Linked DNA regions of Mus musculus: regions 1 and 2 are each linked to region 3. The links are chromatin contacts, called in public promoter capture Hi-C maps. All regions are on one chromosome and are shown on one strand. The core of a region is the stretch at or near the end of the contact, and the rest is flanking DNA. Distances in the headings are between cores, read along the strand shown.

Region 1 (3,158 bases), core at 588-3,087, 550 kb after region 3:
CTGGAATCTCTAAGCTATACAGCAATAACAGATTCAGAAAGCCTCAGCTTCGTATAGGATAGAAGCAAAGCACCTAAATAAATAATACATGTGTGCAAATAATCCTGACTACCAGGCCTGAGGGACAGCACATGATGGGGTTTACTGAATGTCAGAGACGTTTGCTGAGGGACAGCAAGGCCACAGCTGTCTCAAACTAGCATTTGCAGAGCTGGAAGAAGAGTCCAAGAGGGAGGTTCCACAAATACCAACTTAACTGAAGCTGATCCAGAAGAGACACGTTGTTCCTTCGGCGCCCTCTATTGACAAGGTCAGGCTAGTGCCATTCGGCGAGGCATGCGTCATTCAGTGAGAAGAGAGAGTAGATTTGTGTGCCGCTTAGAATCAACAAACTGATAATTGGGTCCGTACAGATACAAAATGCCTTTTTTTCCCCCTAAGACATGCACACAGAAGAAATGCCTGTTTCGTATTTGTGCAAAGACAAGCTGGGGAATTGCTTTGAGTCCTGAGATCATGGTGAGGGGTACCTGGCATGCAACCATTGTTGCTCTGCTCGGCCCCAAATAACCAGTCTGTATAGGCAGCCTCTTCGCAGCACGACACTATGGCTCGCCGTCACTTCCTGTTTGAATTACTTTTTTAAAGACATAAACAATAGCAATCACACACACAAGCCTCTCTTGTTCAGTTGCTCTGAACAGGTTAATTGTATGCTGAGGAAAAGCGTTCCTTTTCTAATGACTCAAAAGCAAGACAGACGAGTGAGTGAACGTGTGATTTGATTCAGACATTCTTCTTAGATTGTTGCTGTTTGCGGCCATCACCTGGACCTACCCCTAACACCGGTGAAGTTAAGAACCTAGACTATCTAAAGGCATCCGTCCCAGGGTTCCTCAGGCTACTGGACAATTTCCATTTCTTGAATGAAAAAAAAAATCTCAGAATTCATTGATTTGGGGGTAAAGTTACTGAAAGCATCGAGGAAGGTCAATGAAACGGGTTGCTTAACTGAGGGAAATAGATGCCATCCTTGCTCACTGGTAGTTTCTGTGTACTCTTTATGCATAAATCAGTCTCGTTTGTGATAAGGAACACTGGAAGGGCTTGGATTCTCAGGAGGAGCAGACAGAAGCAGGAGCCCTGGGCCGTGGTCTAGGGAGGGCTTTGTGTGAAATTGCTGAAATGGAAGCAGACAGCGAGTTAATTCTGTTGCATTTCTGATGGGTTACTCTGCCGTGCTGGAAATGCTTCGAATGTGGACACTATTAAAGAAACTAAGCACCCGGTGGAAAGAGCGGGACAGGGTTGTTTTAGGTAAACTGGGCTGGTTGCAACAGCGGATAGATACTTTCTTTCCAAGCCTTCGAAAAGTAAAGGGGATACTCTCTTTCCAAGTCTTTGATGTTATCTTTCAAATGGGGGATGAACACACTTTTTGTCAACTTTCTCTACACCCTGAAATAACAAGACTCCATTCCCAAGCTTTTCTGTACCATAGTTAACAATTATTCTAATTGTCAGTCCCTGGATTTTTTTTTTATGCTTTCCCTGAAATGTGATAATTTGTAGGCTAATGTAAGAAATTAGACCATTTCCTAGTTTTTCTAAAAGGAAAGCACAAGGCTTCCTCTCTCAATAGATTGACATCGCAACCCCTCCACCTGTGAGAATCAATGAAGCGTTCACTCATTCGGAGTTCTACCGCCTTCTTGTCAACAAGGTGGAGGGAGTTTGTTTTTTTTTCTTTTTCTTTTTAGTGCTTTCTCTGTACTGTCATTTCAGATTCACAGTTGCTAAGTATTCCAGGAGCCCAGCAGAGGGACTCTCTCATGGTGTGATTTGCAAACTTTGAAATAACACCCACCATCAGAAGCACCATATGTTGCTGCGTTATAGTCAGCTGACAGGAGCATGTCATTTGTCATTCGAAATTCAGAAAATGTCAGCATCTTCATACCCAGCAATTGCCTACACGCCTCTCTGGTTAGCAAAGAGCATCATTGAGCCTAAGTGCACATGAAAATATGGGAGTCGTATGGAGGAATAAAAATAGCGGAGTCAGTATTAAGACACACAGCTTCATGAGCATATGGACAGACAGATCAACTTCCTATGCTCCCACCGTGTGTGTGTGTGTGTGTGTGTGTGTGTGTGTGTGTGTGTGTGTGTGTGTGTGTGTGTGTCTGTGTGTGTCTGTGTGTGTCTGTGTGTGCATGCATGAGTATGTATGTATGTGTGCGTGCATCTAGGAGAAAGGTCTGACCCATAGGGTTAATGGCATTTGGGCTAATCACGTTTTCTAACACTGGTGACTCAAATGTATCTTTTAATTATAAAATAGGATACCAAAGAATATTTTTTAATCCATTAAAGGCAGATTCAACATAAAACACAAGCTGTTTCCTTTGTGATTAAATTGCATGCAGCTGCGCTAGCTTCCGCAGAGCCAAGAGAGAAAAGCACTTGGTAATTCTTCCTAATTAGAGGATGCTAATTACTCCTAAATACAATGCACTTTCAATGTTATAAAGGTTCCTCTAAATCAATGTTTTTATAGGGCTAAAAATTAATAATGATTTCAAATCCATTAACTGTGGCCAAACTACCCATTTGTTCATGCTTGCACATGACTTTACAATGAAATCTCTGAACTGAAATGAGGTGAGGACCGAGCCACATGGCCTGGCGTATTAGCACATTATTTCCATGTTGATCAGTGCCCCATGGTGGTGTTTCTTCCCTGTGCTCATGTCATGGTGGAAGCAGAAGCAGGCACTCTGTGGTTGGAGCATGGTCATGCTTCCAATTTGCCTTCACTCTGTGTTCCCATCAGATAGCGGAACTTCCCTGCAGCAGGGGCTGGGATCTAAGTTCTTAATCACACGAGGGACCCATGGGGACAGAGAAACTCAGTTGCTGGGCACTACACGTTTTCTCCTTTGACACAAAAGTCCATGAAGACTTTGAGAGTCAAACAAAAGTTGTCCATTTTGTCTAATTAAAATACCAGGGCTGTATCAATGTATAGAACCAGTGAGATGTTTCAGCAGGTGGAAATGTCTGTTCCCATGCCTTATGAGCTGAGCTCAGTCCCTGGAACCCCCCCCCCCAACACACACACATGATAAAATGAGAAAAACAACTACCTTTATAGG
Region 2 (2,862 bases), core at 105-2,604, 740 kb before region 3:
TAAGGAAGGAATGTCATGGGTACCCATAGATTGCTCAGGCCAGAGAACCAAGTAGGGTAACTGTAGGTCTTCACGTCTTCCTACATCCCTCCAAACGTAATGACCTAGTTTCATCTCCAGTTCAGTAGCAGACCTTCTGCTATGATATTTCCTTACTCTGTGTCCCCATTTCCAGGGAACTAACAGATCCTGGTGGAATGGCTGACTTTCTATGCTATGTGGACCCCTTAGCCCTTCCCCTTCCTAGTGCACACCATTCTTACATGCCTCCACCAAATATCTAGAAATAAAATTTACCTGGTAACCCAGATGGTCAAACCTTCTAGGATACCAGGAGCATTTCTAACCAGGCAACAAATAAACACCACATTATCTTAAAAACTAGAGAGAGCAAAAGAGTCTGTATTGATCTTGACTTCAGCGAACTGGAAGATCTCTGCCTTTTATATTATTATCATCAACATTTGTAAAGAGTACATGTGTTAAACTGATACTATAAATCTATGTTTCATCTATAACTGAATGAGAGGAACTGAACACTTTTCGGTGTCATGAGGTACAACGTGCCATGTAGGTGTCTAAGCAAAACTACTCACAAGGACAAGTTCATATTAATGCATATCCTGATGGCAGACACAGCTTCTCTGTGAGATATTTGCAGATCAATGGCAATTATTTAACATTAAATGAGACAGGGGACTCCAAGTATGTGCAAAGTTACACAGCTGGGTTTCTCTGCCTCAGAAGATGTGTAGTTTACAACTTTAGCCGGTTTTCTTCAGATAGTTTTTCATCTCATTAACAGTTACCTAGCACATGCAGTCAGTTAAACATTCTACTTAGCAGCTTTAATTAGAAAAGAGAATTCTAACAGATACTCAACTCAGAAATTCTTCATTTTGTCATCATCTTAATTAGAAAAGTTTAGACTGAAATATCTGTATACTACAAGAAAATATGTATTCCCCATAGAATATATATATGTATATGTATATATATATACATACATACATATATATATATATATATAACATAAATATATGTTATGTTTCCTAACTGATAACATATAAATAGAAGGGAATAAAATAGATAAAATGTTGCAAGATGTAGATCATTCACAGAAGTGCCCAAAATATCAAGCAGATATTAAACAATTCTACAGGGTTGATCAACTTCCTTTCTTCTCAACTCTCGCAGTCATGTCCTGAGAGATTAAAGTAAAACACAGACTTAAGGGAACGGAACATCGGCAGTGCCAGAAACCAAAGTCAAATCAATCCTTTAACAGTAACTGATCCAGAAAAAGCTGTAGTGGGCCGGGAAAATGGATGCAAATAGAACAAGGCCTCTGAGTGAAAGCATCACATAATTTCTCCTTGGCTTCGACATCAAGTGATTTTACTCGCCTATGCAAATGCAAAGGCTGTCATCTGCCCCCAGTTTCTAATTCTGTTTTCAATAAAATACCAACATACTCACACTGAAAAGCATCAGGGAACTATAACTGTGTTAGGAGACAAGATTTTATAACCTGATGGATGTCATAATATATGTATTACACCTTAATGTACATATATGGCATCAACCTTCTTTATTGTGTCTTTAATCTCATTTTTAAGACATCTAAATATATCCTAATTCAGCTTCACCATTGTGAACATAATGATTATTGTTTCCTGAGAAAGAAAATTATTTTTATGGAGCTGAGACAAATTTGTCCTTTTGGTGTAACTGTTTTACCAGCTTATGTCACTGCTTGATATTGTCCAGTTTGGTTCAAAAGTCAACATCTGTACCAACCCCTGAACAAAGCTCAACAAATATCACCGAATATACTGGAGGTCTGTAAGAGTCAGAAGATGAACAGACATACTGTGAACGGCTGGCTTTTTAGACAGCTCAGCTGCTCTCTACAAGAACTCACAGCAGCTGTGGTTTCCCACACAAGAAGTCCACAAGATCCAGAGAGTTATTCTAAGCACAGAGTGAGAGTGGCTCCAGATGCTCAAACCCTTAACTAAGCAGATACTCGCAGTTGTGGGTTGTAGGAGGAGAAAGAGGCAAGCTTCTTTGGTGGTATAGGGCACGGTATGACCACTGGTAAATTGTCCTTTCCCCAAGAGATGACCACATACACAGACATATGGGCAGAAACTTTAAAATCAGTGGATTATTAAGAAAAGGGCATACAAAGAAGGGAAGCCATTTTGGAAGACAGGGCTACTGGAGAGAGGGAGAGGTGGATGGATATGACCAACACATATTGCATATGTGGATGATATCTTTAAAAAAAGAAACCCCTAGTCAAGATGGATATATTTAAAGAGCTAACGTTTTTAGCTGCACTAAGAGATTTATTTTTAGTGCTTAAAAGCAGATTTTCTTGGGTCTTAAAAAAGCACTACACTATTATCAGTTTTAAGATATAGGCAATAGTTAGGTATATTAATGTATTTGTAAAATATGCAATGATAAATATATTGTATTGAAATTTATATCTGCATTTGAAAGTGTAAAATGTCTTTTTAGTTTATATCTACATGATTCCAGGTTATTCCAACAGGAATGATTTTTATGTTAGCTTCATATCCTGGCAACTGCTCACAAATGTATCTTTGCAAAGCTATTGTCCATCCACCTTGTTTTTGTCAAGGACCCCCAAAGTTATGCATGGCTAAGGTATGAGGGAGAGCCAATGTTTGAACTTTACCTGTTTACAACAAACAAAAGGTAAAACATCCTGAAGGTGTATTACAATGTACTTATGTGATTAAGTAATTATGACATATCCTATGAGTTTGTGCTTATGTAATCCATTAATTAACCAAGTTACTTTAACAGAGAGGGTCATTGTTTCTAAAC
Region 3 (3,264 bases), core at 659-3,158:
AAACCTCATCCTCCTTGAACATAATTAATTTAATTGTCCTCATTAGCTGTGCCATTTGTTTTGATTTTATTTCTCCCTTTCCCCACACATACTTCTCCCTCCCTCCCTCTTTTCTTCTCAGTACATTGGCTGCTAAAGATAACAGGCAACACACACACACACACACACACACACATACACACACACCAGAGTGTTTTCAGAGTAGATCTGGCTGGAGGGTGGGGTAGGACAAGCAGGGAGCTGTGTGGATGTGTGTGTGTGTGTGTGTGTGTGTGTGTGTGTGTGTGTGCGTGCGCGCACGCCTGAGTACTAGGGCCAGGAAAAGCCAAAACTTAAGAAGTCTGCTTATAGACTGAACAGCTGAAGGGGTTCTCAGTAATCTTCCTGTCTGTGAATTTCGGTATTTTTCAGGTTAGTTCTGAGTTTTGTTGTCTTTGAAAGGGAGAAGAAAGCAAGCCACCTACTATTTTCTTAGGAGCCTTCTGAAGGTTGGGATTAAAAAATAAATTAGACCGGCTATGCCAGGACTTTGGATATAGGGAAGCATAATTTAACATAAATATTCAAGGGGGACTGCTTTAGTGTGTGTGTGTGTGTGTGTGTGTGTGTATATATATATATGTATATATATATATATATATAATTTGATAGATCGGATAGATAGATAGATAGATAGATAGATAGATAGATAGATATTAAAATTGATGTTACAGAAGTAGCAAAGTTTTTCTGTATTGTTTGAAGGGTGTTTTGTGGGTAGTGTTTTTTTGGGGTGGGTGGGTAGTTCAACAATTGATCCTGTCTTGGCACTGAGAGCATCACATCCAGTGTCATTCAAACTGGCACTATTTTTAAGCTTAACCTTTTGACAAGGCTTTGTGAGAGATGCTGAGAGGACCTTGATAGAGACACCAAAGTGGGCGATAGCTGAAGTTTAAAAACTTAGAAAAAGGAGATGGTTTAAAGCTACCAGTGACCTATAGAGCATCGGAGTGCAGGGAAGAGGTTAAGAGTAATGGGAAAAATTTAGAGGCAAAAATAAAAGGATGTACCCAGGCCTTAAAATAAGTGTATGAAGGCAGGGTGTAGGTGGGCAAGTGGCCAGGGGACCGGCTTAGTCCTGGAAGTCTGGCTCAGCTTCCTGGGGACTAACACTGAAGCAGGTTTCAAAGTCAAGTATTCACCTATCTGTAGTAAGTGTGTTTCAGTGGCCACTTTGGGTTCAGCACCTGGTATGGGGTACAAGTTCACAGTCTGACTCCTGGGGCCATTCGAGAGAGAGGAAAGGGTGTGTGGCACTGCCTGGCCTGAGTTTACATGACAAGGCATTCTGCACAGGGACTTCAGAGAGTTTCTAAACAGAATTCATAGCCCTGGAAACTGCAGACACCCCCAGACATTTACTAAAAGGAGGGCTGTGCAGTTTTCCAGTGTTCCCTGGTAGCACTTTGATTCCTTGGCTTTTATTTTAACTTCCTCCACTGGCACTGTCAGTAACAGATTTAGAGGGCAATTTGCTTTCATAGTCCCCATCCTATTCCAAAATGCCCCCGTTATTTTAGGAAGCCCTACCCTTCTCCTTTGGAGCTCTTTTGCAGTTCTTCTTGTGGGCGAGTCCTGGAGGTAGGGTCCTTCCAGAGTCCAGTCCTGCAGAGGTCACATTCTCTGTGTGATAGGCATGGGTGGGAGGGGATGTCCCCAGCGTTTGTCAGTAGCATATGCAATGGGTTGTGCTGACTGCACTCCCAGGCTTGTCAATTTTCACCCTGGGAAATTAGCAACAAAGCCTGGATCTGTCTCGTGGCTGCTTTTGCACTTTCCGAGGGCGGCTGTACTTGACTGAGCTGCGGAACAGACAGCAGAGACACAGCGAGAGAGAGAGAGAGAGAGAGAGAGAGAGAGAGAGAGAGAGAGAGAGAGAGAGAGAGAGAGAGAGAGCTCAAGCAAGCTAGCGAGCAAGGGAGCCAGCTAGAGGGAGGGAGAGAAGGAAGAGAGAGAAGAGGGAGGGGTGGGGGCGAGAGGTAAATACTCTTAAATCGGAAGGGAGCTGCCTTCACTGTGGATCTGACAGGCGCTGCCTGGGCTCCGAGGCGCTGTAATAACTGGGTGACCTTTTCTTGGGCTGTATTATGTCTGGCTGGGAAGGGATTGCATTTTGCGGCTGAGAGCCAGGGCTTCCTTCAGCTCGGGCTCCTCGCACACTGCTGGGGTAAGTTGTCAGGAGCCAGGACCAAGAGAGACATCCCCCGGACTGCAGTTGCCTAAAAGAAGGACACCTGTGGCTCGCATGCGGTCCACACTGGTACTTGGCGGATCCTGGAGGACCTCATTATTTTAAACTTAAAAAAATATATAGAGAGAGATTCTACCCCCCGGTTTTTTTTTTTCCTTTTTTTTTTTCAAACAATGTTTCTTTTTGACCTTTCCCAAGGAGAAGCGCTACCAAGCAGCCGCTGGGCTCATTGAACACCCTCCCCTGTATCGCTTAATTGAGAAGGTAAGTCAGGGGTTGTGTACTCACGCGTCGGCTTATTTGTGCTGTGTATGTCTGCTGGTGCGCGCGTGCGTGTGCGGATGTTGGGTGGCTTTTTTTTCTTCTTCTTCCCCATCCTCTCCCAAGAAGGCATAAAGTAAAGCTGCACCCGAACCATCCCCACCACCACTGCAACTTTCACCGGGCTGCAGGTCTGCAGAGAGGGTTTTGTGTTTGTTTGGTTCTGTTTAAATCATGGGAGGCATCATTATTTTTGTGATGAGACATGAAATAGATGTGGGGCGGAAGACGTGGATGCCGGAGGAAGAGAGTGGAGCGCGCGGCTGCAGCGCGACGCAACATCTCAAGTAGGAGTCTAGTGCATAATAGACAAAGTTCATTGGGAGCTGCAACATTCGCACACCCTGACTCTGGAAGAGGGGTTGGGACAGTTTGCAAAGGTTGGGGGCGGGGTGTTGCTACCAGGCTAAGGGAAGTGATATCAGTCTTGGGTATTTTCCCAGACCTTTCTACACCTGCTTGATGAAATGTATGCCTGCCACCCCCAAGAAAGAGTTGAAATTACAACCTTGTTTTTGTCTACACCCCTGCTTCTCCCAATGCAACCTTAATATCAAAACACTGCTTCTGTGTGTTGCAAAAGTGACTGTGTCGTGTTCAGTGGACATAGGTTCCTTGTACCCAAGTGTCTGCATCTTAACAGGGAGAGAGAGAGAGAGAGAGAGAGAGAGAGAGAGAGAGAGAGAGAGAGAGAGAGAGAGAGAGATTCA

Evidence for each region. Promoter capture Hi-C pulls out the DNA fragments that hold promoters and counts their contacts.
Region 1: a contact with region 3 is called in a promoter capture Hi-C map of hippocampal neurons, with 5 times the contacts expected there. The contact joins the enhancer-like site here to the promoter of Lmo3 in region 3. A contact is called at or near these places in 2 of 39 promoter capture datasets (hippocampal neurons and liver), 4 of 115 datasets of contacts at active chromatin or transcription factors (astrocytes, embryonic forebrain, forebrain and 1 more) and 2 of 9 other capture datasets (adipose tissue and embryonic stem cells).
Region 2: a contact with region 3 is called in a promoter capture Hi-C map of hippocampal neurons, with 4 times the contacts expected there. The contact joins the enhancer-like site here to the promoter of Lmo3 in region 3. A contact is called at or near these places in 2 of 39 promoter capture datasets (hippocampal neurons and liver), 4 of 115 datasets of contacts at active chromatin or transcription factors (astrocytes, embryonic hindbrain, forebrain and 1 more) and 2 of 9 other capture datasets (embryonic stem cells and embryonic tail).

What each region holds. Positions count from the first base shown.
Region 1 is chr6:137,869,665-137,872,822 of GRCm38.p6, reverse strand. No RefSeq gene overlaps it. Among named protein-coding and RNA genes, the nearest start is that of Gm38552, 15 kb to the right of the region's middle. Within about 2 kb of position 1,837, at least 16 of the 459 cell types and tissues checked have an H3K27ac peak or open chromatin away from gene starts, as enhancers often do. A contact at or near this core is called in hippocampal neurons, where this site is marked.
Region 2 is chr6:139,159,058-139,161,919 of GRCm38.p6, reverse strand. No RefSeq gene overlaps it. Among named protein-coding and RNA genes, the nearest start is that of 4922502N22Rik, 160 kb to the left of the region's middle. Within about 2 kb of position 1,354, at least 8 of the 459 cell types and tissues checked have an H3K27ac peak or open chromatin away from gene starts, as enhancers often do. A contact at or near this core is called in hippocampal neurons, where this site is marked.
Region 3 is chr6:138,421,674-138,424,937 of GRCm38.p6, reverse strand. Lmo3 (LIM domain only 3) reads left to right here and starts at 1,908. Exons shown (of 4, transcript NM_001356306.1): 1 at 1,908-2,497. A830011K09Rik (RIKEN cDNA A830011K09 gene) reads right to left here and starts at 1,833. Exons shown (of 4, transcript NR_126073.1): 1 at 1,573-1,833.